2 separate regions of the Arabidopsis thaliana genome follow, and region 1 is linked to region 2. Evidence: chromatin contacts called from public capture Hi-C data. All regions are on one chromosome and are shown on one strand. Each heading gives the region's core, a stretch centred on a gene start, on an enhancer-like site or on the middle of the called end of the contact. The rest is flanking DNA. Distances are from core to core; before and after follow the strand shown. Region 1 holds the start of AT1G32780 (GroES-like zinc-binding dehydrogenase family protein). Region 2 holds the start of NRT1.5 (nitrate transporter 1.5).

The links. Capture Hi-C pulls out chosen DNA fragments and counts their contacts.
Region 1: a capture Hi-C map of seedling shows a contact between it and region 2, with 2.7 times the contacts expected there. The contact joins the promoter of AT1G32780 here to the promoter of NRT1.5 in region 2.

The regions. Positions count from the first base shown.
Region 1 is chr1:11,869,001-11,875,199 of TAIR10.1, forward strand. It overlaps AT1G32780 (GroES-like zinc-binding dehydrogenase family protein), which reads right to left and starts at 3,926. Exons shown (of 10, transcript NM_103012.4): 1 at 3,559-3,926; 2 at 3,311-3,447; 3 at 3,168-3,217; 4 at 2,726-3,078; 5 at 2,264-2,346; 6 at 2,074-2,149; 7 at 1,678-1,739; 8 at 1,466-1,561; 9 at 1,193-1,354; 10 at 752-1,105. The coding sequence starts at 3,595. The coding sequence ends at 977. AT1G06617 (a long non-coding RNA gene) reads left to right here and starts at 4,274. Exons shown (of 1, transcript NR_139117.1): 1 at 4,274-4,480. CID11 (CTC-interacting domain 11) reads right to left here. Exons shown (of 10, transcript NM_103013.3): 10 at 5,518-6,199. The coding sequence ends at 6,174.
Region 2 is chr1:11,715,501-11,721,833 of TAIR10.1, forward strand. It overlaps NRT1.5 (nitrate transporter 1.5), which reads right to left and starts at 4,488. Exons shown (of 6, transcript NM_102980.4): 1 at 4,278-4,488; 2 at 3,458-3,572; 3 at 1,585-1,802; 4 at 920-1,491; 5 at 342-840; 6 at 1-247. The coding sequence starts at 4,307.

The DNA.
Region 1 (6,199 bases), core at 2,676-5,175, 150 kb after region 2:
TCTTTGTTGGTTTTGATTCCTGCAGGTTTAGCTAGTTTGGCTCAAATGGTCGAATGGTTTGAGATATAAGAGAACTGTTGGGCTGGATCATCAAAGGAAAAGGTCGAACTTGTATGTTGTTGTGCTTAGCTTAAATTGTTATTTTGTTATACCTTATGAGGATTAGTTTGAGTTTCCGTTCAAGATTTTATCCCATTATCATATTTTGTTTCCTTTCAATTTTTAATCTCGCACCAAAATCCAATTAATACATTTGAATGTGATGAGTTGGTTATAGTTGCATATGGTGTGAGTGGTGATGCAGAAAGAGAGTGTAATATGTAATTCAATCAAATAACGTTTTGAATGATTAACGAATTAGTGCTAACTTAATAAGACATAGTCAATAGTTAATAATTAAGTGAAACTGCATTGGTTGGTGAAGCATAGCAAAAGTTTGGATGTCAAGCAATTCCGATAAAAGTATAGTCATACTGACGTAGTTACCCACTTTCTGCTTTTTACTTGGATTATAAAATATCCACGTAGTTAGTTATTTGAATAGTTTAGATACATACTATCATGCATGAGCAATATCTACGTAGAATTCAAATTAAATAACATTTTATAATACAAATCAGTAATACGACAAAACTAGATCATATAATATTGTGAGTTTTGGTTGAATAGAAAGTGACATCCACACGTAGTTGCAATGACTAATCAAATTCTTTTGACCTATAAGTTAAATTATGTAACAAGTCGCAAAAGTGTCCGTTTTTCTTGCTTAGCTTCTTCAAATGTGTCTTGTTAACGGCAATCATGTGACATATATAACTAGATCATTTTGAATATATAATCCTTCAGCACAAATAATCGCGTTATTGATGATGATGATACACATTTATAGGTAAGATAATATACTGAATAATGCAGTAAAATAAGTGTTTGTTGGGTAAATTATATATAGTGTAGTAAACTTTGTGAATGTGTAGAATCATCTCTTGAGAAGTTTAGAGATTTGAAGAATGCACCGAAGAGATTTTCCATCGCGAAGCAGCTGAAACGCATCGTTTATCTTCTCAAATGGAAGCTCATTGGTAATAAAAGGTTCCAATTTCACAACCTACAAATCAAAGATTCCAATTAATATCACTAAAACACAAAATTACTTCTTGTTTCTAAGATTAGAAATTAGAGACAAATTTCAGACCCCTTTCATGCATTGTTGGGCGAAATTTGGAAGCTGAGATTTGGGCTTGAAGCCACCAAACACAGAACCGGTGATTCTACGGCCGTCGAAAAGCTCCATTGGGTGAAGAGGCAATGTTCTTGGCGTCGGATAGATCCCAACAAGTACTGTCGATCCCCAACCCTATCATCAAAATAATGTTTCTCATTTCCTTCTTTATCAAGTAACTAAATCAACATCAAGTAAACCAAATTAAGATTTTGATCTCAATTCATAATATTATTATGGACTTACGACGTGAGTGGATAAAAAGGCTTCGCGAAGAACATCAACGTTTCCTGTACATTCAAAGCTATAGTCCACGCCTCCTCCCGTTATCTCTCGTATCATCTTTTTGTATATTGATCCATCGCAAATTCGCAATGGTTAAAAATTTTAGTTAACAATTTTTTTATTTTTTTTACAATTATTGATATTTTTTTGTTATAAGAAAATTGGTATATTACCTGATGTACTGGCTTAGTTAAGTCTTTAGGGTTTATGAAATCTGTTACTCCCATCAGTTTACCTGCAATATTTGATTGGAGTAATATGGTAATTATATGGACATAGTCGTAGATTGGTACGCTCCACAAAATCTAGTAAACCTTATAATCAGTCCATTTGGTCCTGAAAAATATCATTTTGTTTATGTTCCATTATGGCGTATAATTGGAAAGTTGGAAATTAAACTATTGCATTCGCATTCTTAAGTTATTTGCTTCACTACTTTTCGAGATGCTTAATTAGATAAGTGGAAAAGAGTTTGGGAAATTTGGTTTTATTTTCCCCATATCAACCTTAGTATGTAGAAAAAGAGCGAGAGCGCAATCGAAGCATTGGTGAAAAAGAAAGTAACGTACCTTTCTCAAATTTGGAAGCATTAGCATCAACACCAATGATCCTAGAAGCTCCTCTAGCTCTTGCACCTTCAGCAACCTTCAGTTCTCATTCATGAAATAAATATATCATTTTCACTTCATATATATAAGTGAAAAATTAATTTTTATCATACTTTGGATGCATAAATGGATTAATGAAGTTTAATCTTACAGCGAGTCCAACGGAACCCAATCCAAAGACAGCAGTGCTTTTTCCTTCCTTCACATTTGCAATGTTCCAAGCTGCTCCAACCCCTATTTTTCAAAACGACGTCGTAACATTAAGAAGGAAACACCTCATGAAACTATGCATGCTTCTTATTTTTACCACTTATGTATATACTTGAGGTGGTCAATGGACCACGACAATATGTAACAGTAAATTAAAATTTACTGTTACAGAGACAAATTGAAATAACTGCGTTTTTGAAAGGAGAATTAAATGTGTTTTTGAAACCAAGGTCCTATCTTCTCCTTTATTCCCTAGCTAGTCCCAAAACTCACTATGTTATCTCCCACAAAGGATATGATAATATATCATTTCTAAAACAAATAGCAAGTTCTCGATGTTCAAGACTATATGGACAAAAATCCAAGAATCCAATTGCTATATACGAGTAAATTAGTAACTAACCAGTTGAGACACCACAACTCAAGAGGCTCATTTGCTTGAGAGGAGAATTAGGATCGATCTTGACGACGCAAGCCGAGTCCAAGACAGTGTATTCGGTGAACGTGGAGGTGTTAAGGAAGTGATATATAGGTTGGCTTTGGCTCGAACCACCGTCCTTGTTTATGGTGGTTGAGAATCTCGTCCCTCCATCATTCACCATCACCCTCTTCATAGGATCCACATGATATCGCTCACAGAGATTACTTTCTTCTCTCTTACACACTTTACATTCACCACATTCTCCATTGAAAGTCGGAATCACGTAGTCTCCTTCTTTCACATCTTTTACTCCTTCTCCAACACTCTCTACAATCCTATCAAACATATAACCGAAACATAGAAAACATATTTAGTTAGCGACACTCATAGGCGGTTATAAAAGGGTTTAGATATCGGGATATACCCGACAGCTTCATGGCCAAGAATCCTTGGAAATGCTCGTTCAGCTTCGTTCTTTTACACACCAAAAATAACATATTTTTGATTAGATTACAATCAAGAAACATTGCAATTTTTGTACTGATTCGAGTATATATCCATGAGTACCGTGCCGTTCCAACATCCGAGATCGGTGTGGCAAATGGAGGAGTAAAGAATTTTAACACGGACTTCCATTTTCTGAGGAGGATCGACGCATATTTCTTGAATTACAAGCGGCACTTTTGGACCCCATACGACAGCAGCTACATGCATCACATACATGCATCATTACTATCATAATCATCATCATCATCATCATATGCATCAACAGCATAATGATAGGAAACCATCTCATTGGTGAGTCATTTACTTACCTTTACAAGTGATGACCTTTCCTTGAGTCTCCGCCATGTTCTTGATGCTTTTTTCCTTTTGTTATGTTAGATCTTTCTTTTATGAATGTAGCTCTATATATACAGGACTGAGATCTATGTATGTCTAAATATAGTCACATGTATAAATATCCAAATCGAGTCAATAATCCCGAGAGAGGTGGGTTTGATAAGATTGATATAACCAATCTCTTTACATAAACCATCGTAATGCGAATCTCAAATTCGGCGCTCCAGTCACCGGCTGATAAACGACCGAAAAATCGATGGTATCTTAAATTTTGTTTGTGCTCCAACTAACTTTATATTTCATGCAAAAATTTAAACTATACTATCTTCACATAAGATTTGTGAACTCCTAGCATTAAAGACCGTCATTGAATACCGCCAATCTTCGTGATTTAGACAACGTCACGTCAAATTTATGTACATTGTTCTAAAAATATTGTGTGTTTTAAACGTCAATGAAACTGGATAGATTTTCATTAAAATAAAATACAATAATTGCAAAATTTGGTAATGTATGGTGGAGAAAATAAGTGGTAGGTTTTGGCGGGGACTACTTACTTGATATTAAATGGCTTTCAATGGCACACCAATCACAAAATGGACAGAGTCTGGTGATAGAAATGACTAGAAAATGGTGATGATGTGTAATGTGTGTGCACCAATAGTATAAAGCCTTAAACCAGTAAACCCTCGTGTGGTTGCATTGTAATATCGGATTTAGAATCAAATACGTAAACTCGGTGCATAAAACACTTAAATTTTAGCTCGAATGCTTTAGAACATCTCCAATGTATTCATCTCTTTTTAATCTTATTATTAGTATTCTATTTTAGTGTAAGATATATAGTGAGACTTGCCACTTTTTTCCAAAAAGCATATCCTCTTCCGAAATTCGTTAAATATTCGAGGAAACTTAAATATCCGGTGTTCTAAAACAATTAAACAAGCTTTCATGTGAAAACGGTTGAAAGCTCATTCAATTAAATTTATTTTAGTCTCAAAACCAAGCATAATTATTTGAAAAGAAAAGATTAAAATTTGAATAGAAATGGTCTCTGTTAATGTGGAAAAACACATTTTGCGTGGATCTTCTAACTAACCGTAGGGGTAGCGAAATTAATATGAGCATCGTTTATAGGAATTAGGGAGCAAGGACTTGTGAGTTTTTGAACACAGTAATTTGATCTTGCCGTCAAATACGCAGACATTTCTTGGGTTTTAAGTATTTTTAAAGTTTAATAAGTTCAAAATATCCACAAATTCTAACAATCTAAAAAATAAATTGGAGACAAAACCGAACCGTTTAATGCATTCAACACCTAACACATTCAACATCTTTTGATAAGTGTATATTTTAGAACATACGCACGAATGTCCTAGGGGCTTCAGCCGAGACCAACAAAAAAAAAGGGGAAAAAATTGCTTTAAGAAAAGACGAATAAGAAACATTATTCTTAAAGGTTTTTTTTATCAAAATGTTTTTTTCTTAACCTTTATTTTTCAATTTGTTTGATAATAATAGGTCTTTTTTAATAGTTACTGCTTCTAAACCTTTTCTTAAGATAATATATAGTGATTTTATTCCGTAAATAAAAGTCTATAGTGATTTTAATATTTTGTTTAATAATACATAAAAAACATTAGGAAGTTTATAAAATTCAAATTGGATTGTTTAACCACCGAAAATCGAGTAGGTGAATTGGAATCGTACAATATTTAAAACGACGAATGTCTTGTATCTATCTCAATAATGTTTGGATGAATACTTGAAAAAAATTTCATAATGAAGATGTACTTTAAAACCTCATAAACTCTCATTCATATTTTGTTCAATTGTTGTAAAAAAAAAAAAAATCCCATATATGTACAAAAAGATTGTAAATGGTAGCTTCATACATTGCCTATAAAACAAAAATAACACACTACAAACTAGAAAGTAAAAACTCAGTCTCGAAAAGCACAAACATTGAGTAACCACCGTTGTACCTAGACCGCATTTCGTACTTGATGACGTCACAAATTAAGAAAACCACCAAAACATTTTTTTAATTATATTATCTCTCGAAATTTCCAAAGTTGACTTTTTAGATATTAAGAACTGACAAAAACAGCTGTTCTAAGTTGACCTGTTTTTTGATCTCCATATTACAACAACACAACCGCTTCTGTTGTCCTTCGGACAAAACTAAGAACATCAAATTTGATCCAAACTCTTTTTGTCATAAATCAATTTTTTATTCCGACAAAAAAAAAGAAAAGAAATCAGTTTTGACTTTCTTCGAAACCAATAACACACGATTGTAAAATTGTAACTGTACGAAGTAACTTCTGGATGTGTGATATGTTTTAAGCTCTTTTCTTTTTAAGAGATAAATAAAAACTCTCTACGAGGTTTTTTTTACCCAAAAGATTCTCAGGTAAAGGAAGAAGAAAGAAGCATCATCAGATCCCAGAGTTACATTTCGAAAACAAGAGATGAGAGATGCAGACAAACATCTTTACATGTCTGTGTAATGCTGTTTTTAAGACGACACAGCGATATATATATTGCGGAGACATGAGATATGTGAAAACCTGTAAAGCTAAGATCAATGCATTGGATGCCTCGGTGATC
Region 2 (6,333 bases), core at 3,238-5,737:
AATAGAATCTGTCTAAGTGACCTTTGTTGAGATTCCTTGGAATCCAACCAGGCATGTGATCCTCTGTTGAGATCTTCACCACCATTGTTACCAACAAGCTACTAACAAAGTTCCCCATTGACATTGACATCATACACAGAGCGCTCCCGAAGCTCTTTAGTCCGTCTGGTGTTTGCGCGTTGAAGAACTCAAGCTGACCCACGTACATGAACACTTCTGATGCCCCGATGAGTGAGTATTGTGGAGCCTGCAAAGAGTAGAAGAGTGTCAATACTCGGAAGTTTCTTTTGTAAGTTGTTGATTTTAGGACCAAAGTGAGTTTTAAGGTCTGTGTTCATTACCTGCCAGAAGATGCTTAAGGAGCTTGAGCCATCACAGTGAGTACAACTCTTGTCTGCATACTTAAGCCTATAGCATTCCACAATCCCGGCTGCAATCATAGCTATGACAGCAATCACAAGTCCGATTCCCATCCTGTGAAGCTCGGTGATTCCTTTTGATCCATTCTTTTTGAATCTGTTGGCTACTGGCTCGAGAACTCTGCGGTACAGGAATATGAACAAAGCGACGCTAAGGATGTCGAAGCTGGACATACTTGCCGGGGGGATTTTGAAATCTGAGACAGAGGTATTCATTGCAGCGCCTTGCTCCACAAAGAGAGAGGCCATTTGAGTGAAGACGACTGAGTAGATTATAGTGCAGAGCCAAATTGGCATCAGTCTAAGAATACACTTGACTTCCTCGACTTGTGTCACTGGACAGAGCCTCCATGGGTTCACTGAGTCTTGTTTCTTGTCATCTAGATCTCTAGCTGTGATGTACGCTGCTTTGTCCAAGAACCTGAAATTCCAAAAGGAACATGTTAGAACACTTCATGGCATTGAAGTATATGGTGAAACTGCAATTTTTGGTGACTTACTTGAATTCATCGGTATGCACTATCCTTCTCCCTGTGTTAACTGAAGCATTTTTCCCTTCGCTGTCTCCGTCATACATCTCCTCTCTCCCTCTTAATGGTGCCTCCACCGATGATTTCTTCGTTGCAGCGACCAAAACTTGGCAAAACCTCGAAAGAGGATTCCCCGTGGGCTTGAAATATCGGTATCTCGGTGTTCCAACAAGGAAAAGAATCAACCCAATGATAGCAGAGCCAGTGGATGCCCAAAACCCGAGTGCCCACATTCCCTCATCCTCAAAATACCCCAAGATGGTGTTCGAAAAGAGCGATCCGAGGTTTAAAGCAAGGTAAAAGTAGCTGAAAAACGCAATCTTCGAGTACCCTTCTTTAGGATGCTCCTCATCGAACTGATCCGCTCCAAGCGTTGCAATGTTTGGTTGGTAACCGCCATATCCCAATGCGATCAAGTAGATCGAGAAGTAGAACATTGTGATCTCCATCATGGAATGTGAACCACAAGGCGTGACTTCGTCCCCACAACCTCTTGGTCTAATCAAGAACATGTATGATGATAGCGATAGCGATGAAAGTCCCTGCGTTTTCACATCCAAAAAAGCGTTCTTATGAGCTTAAAACGTTCCAACTTAAAAAAGATGAATCACATTTTGATAGTTGCTATTACTTACAATGACAAAAATGACTTGGAAGATAGCACAAGTCTTGTAACGACCCCAATACGAATCGCTGAGAAACGCTCCAACCAATGAGAAGATATAAACAGTCCCTGTCCATTTGCTAACGTTGTTAGCTGCGTCTGCGTTGTTCTGCTGCAAAACGCGAGTTAGGAAGAGCACCAAGTTCACTCCAACTCCAAAGAAGGCTAGTGTAGCCAGCCCCTGGTTCACTGTTAACCGGAAAATTAGATTAGAACCCGGTTTAGAGAGAGTTAACCAAATTATTATTGATTTGAAAGAAACCAGAATAGATGAAAGAATTGAATGAATGATTGTTAATAATTGTTCCGTGTTCGTCAAGATGATGTTAACATTTCTTTGGTTGGATTGTATTTAATGACTACTTCATTATTGTTCCACCTTCTAACGAAATCAAATAAAAAAATGATAATGAAATCTACAAATAACTACAATTTTAGCAAATTAAATTCTTCATGCGAAATACAAATCGTTAACTAATAATAATTATTAAAACTATTACGTGGACTCTACTAATAAATCATCAAACCAAAAAGAAAACCCACTAGAATCTCTTAAATTGTACTTTGTATAAAAATAAATGCTTTGTGTAATATTCTTAAAATATAATTTAATAGTAACATAATTTTGTAAAGCAAAATTTGAAAATGTTAGGAGAAAAATGTGAAGAAGTGGACGTGGCAAAAGCCAACGTCATGGGACGACGAGATGGGTAATTACGTGTAAGGCAACGTAATTCCACTAACACATGCTTTCCTTGCACTTATTTTAATTTATTAGTGTCGACTTTCTCAAAATAACTTTTTTTCCTTTTTTTGGTTAAATTCCATAAAAGTATCTTTAAAAAACCTAAATATCTATCTCCATATATAGAATCACTTACAAATCTGAATGTTTTCACTTTCAGTTATTTTCTAAATGACAAACTAGATCCATTAATTTTAACAAAAACACTCAATCATTCAGATCTCTTACATCACATTAGTTGCGTTTGAATTATTAGTATTTTGTTTTTTGGAGAAAATGATTGAAAAGTACACATATGTTTATTATATAATAACTATTTTTCATCATAAGTATTCTTTTTGCTTTACATAAGTACTATAATTGTTGGGATCCCTATAATTAATAAATAAAAAATAGCAAGAATTTATGGGAAATTTACTAGATAAGTCTGGAAATTCATTAATGATGCGTCCGTTATACAACAAAAAATTATATGCATTTGTCATGTGGTTGGGGTTTTTCTACCAAAACATGCAGCGTACGTTCGAACACATGGATATGTCTTGACACGTTCACGTAAAATTCGAAGTTAATTCTAGTTATTAATGTTGGTTCTATTGTCACTTTCCTAGTTTCTGATAACTTATTACCTCAAAGATAAGTATGCATATCAATCAATCTACACACTTTTAGATATACATCATATCGGTATCTAGTTTTTTTCCCTTGTCAGTTCAATTCATACGTTTTTTTGTCGGGATATATATCTCAATTTATACGCTACACATAATTTTATATACAAAATAATGTAAACATGTGTGTAGAAATATACAAATCATGTATTAAGCCATACTAATGATTTGAATCCATGAATTATATAGGGACCGGCACTGAATATACCTTATGCAAAGATGCTATGAGTTTGCATGTGGTATCTTTGAGAAAAGGACGTGAAGAACAAAATAAAATAAAATAAAAGATTCTATGTTTTAAGGTGTCGATCATATATTTTCCTCCGCTTTGGTTTATATTCTAGAGTTGATTTCTTAGCAAAACTATATATTTATTTCAATTTGATATATAGTTAAATTGTAATTTTGATTAGGGAAGAGAGACATACGAAGAATGACGATGCCAGCAACCCATTGGCCTGAGTTAGAACGAATAGAGGGACGACCATAGTAATCCACTGTCCCATCTCTTGTTTCTTCTTCTCCTTCTTTCTTCTTCATCGTCTGCATTTTCATTTAGTTAAATTTAATTAACTGATACACACACATCAATTTATCTATAAATATATAGAAAGATGCTTTATATGCCTAATTATCTACTAGTCTCTACAACCTTTTGTGCTCTTGATATGGAGAAGATTCATGAGTTCGATAGTTTTGTATTTTCCGGAACTTAACCAAAAACTAAAAACGTTTTTTTTTTTTAACTCTTACTTTTTGTATTGGCACGTAATTCTCGTTTCGTATACACAATTTTCAAGATCATTTGGAATCATTCTCAACTTTCAATGACAGCACTAAACGGAAAAATACTTACATCTATATATTTAAATTAAGAAGATTAGATATAATAGAGCTAATTAATTAAAAAGTATGGTGTATTAAAAAGAAATTTGAAGAAAAAGAAAAGATGTTGAGCTAAGTTTTTGCACATAAAGATCGTGACTTTCCATTGCACTAAGCATGTCCTTTTGATCATGCTCTTCTTGAGCCACCAAAAGCTTAGAAAGTTTTTACTATAACAATGAGTAACTTAAAAAGAAAATATTTCCTTTTGTAGTCACATATGAAATTCAAGAAACAAGAGCCTTAATCAGATAATCAAAATCTTATAAGGAAGAAAAGCAAAGGTCCATTACTTCAAACTCTGATTAATATATCAAAGAAAATAAAGAAACAATTGAAGGGACAAGCTTAAATATTACTTACGTCTTTGTTATAAATCTCTAGGCAAGACATTTTGCGATGATATATGATTATATGTATGTGAGTTTTGGCAAGAGAGTGATAACGAAATTTCTCTTTAGTTTTGGTGTTTTTTTTCTTTCTTCTTTTCGTAAGTGATATGAGAGAATTAAAACAAAGGACGAAGAAGGAAGAAGCAGAAAGCAAGTTCAAGCTTGGGTGTTGTAGAGAAGAGAATGTTGAGAATAAATAGAAGTTTGGAAGATGATTTGAACGGTTCTGATTTTACATGGGACACTCACATGCCCAATATCTATTTTTAATTGTTTTGTTTCTGAAAAAATACTTTAGCACGATGAAAAAAAAAGCTCAAAAGCACAATTTTAATTATTTAGGAAATCAATATTTGCATTTTCCACCCAATAATTTTGTTTTCTCTGGCGCTGAAAGGCTTCTTGTGCTTTCGAAACTTGGGGATGTGGCTGAGGCTGATGGTCGGAGGATATTTATTTATTTATTTTCGTAGCAAAACTTAAACGTTTGGTAGAAATAGATTTAATTAATGATTCTATAAATTTCACTACAACGGAAAATCCCAAAATATTTGTTGTTAGAAAAAAGAGGTACCACATTAAATTAAATAAGTACGTATAGACTGAAAAAATTGAAGGTTCGAATAATTTCTTATATCCAATTTAGATTTCAAATTCTAAAAGAAAAAAGAATATCTTTCTATTCCTGAAGTTACATTATATTTTATGTTGAACACTCGTGATCACACATGTATACTATTAATTGGGAAGCATTGTGTGAACTACAACATTGTAAGGGTAGTTTAAAACTAACTAAATGAATATTTTTGCATGGGTAATTTAGTAAATTAACAACTACTCCAACTAAATAAATATCTTCAATTTTTCTTTTTTAAAAAATGATTTAAATCAATAAATTAAGAAAATTTTTGGATTTTAGATTTGTAATTATCTAGAAAATGGTTTCAGTATATATTTAATATTTTAATTAGAATTTAAATGATATAAACGTTTAAAGTACTTTTTTTTTAAAACAAGTAATTTTCATTATTTTAAAAATATATCACTAAGCTAAATTTGAATTATATAAAAGAAAATATATTTTTAAACGTATTATAATAGTTACAAGCTTTTGAAATATTCATTATACTAGATTAAATTATTTATTTATTTTTAAATAGTAAAACAAAGTTTAAATACCAATATTTAAAAATTTTAATGCAAATATTCAAAATGAGAACCATCACTAATATGATTTTTTTGGCAGATCATTAATTGTATTCGAACAATAATGACTACCATATTTGCGATAATGTATAAGGATAAGTTTAATTTAAAAACATACCAAAATCGTTGAGATCTAATTTTAGCTTTAAAAAAAAATATTTTCGTTATCCTAAATTTAAAATATGTAATTCAGATTAGTTTTTTTCCAGTAAAGCTAAAATTGAATCCAAATTAAAATCTAATTTTATGTACAATCTATCTCTTATAAATGTTATGCATACATTCATATTGCCTCACAATCAATCTAGAATATTGATTCCTTAAAAAAATAGATAGAGATTCATATGTAAATTACTTCATGTTCTAATGATATTTATCTCCTAATTTTACTATCCATTTATGCGTATGCTTATAGATTTTTCTTTCAGGGTCAACATTAGATTACAAAAAACTAGCCGGGTGTTGGTCAATATTATACAACAGATAAAATTATGGAATTAACAATCAAAATATAGTTATACAATCTGAAACAATAAACAAAACAAATATAACTTAATTTATGTTTTAATTTTAACTAAAATCAACAAATTTATCAGTTTATTAAAAATAAAATAAAAATTAGCTTGTGGTACCCTACGTGTAAATCACTACGATTTCATGAGGTTGCAATATCAATTTATACAAATTTTGACTTTTAAAATATACTTTATATAATTATTGAAAGGTATACATTAAATATCGGTTTTATATACTTCAATATCATAAATTTATAAATCACAAATTATTTTTAAATATATTAATCCAAGATCTACCACAGGTCA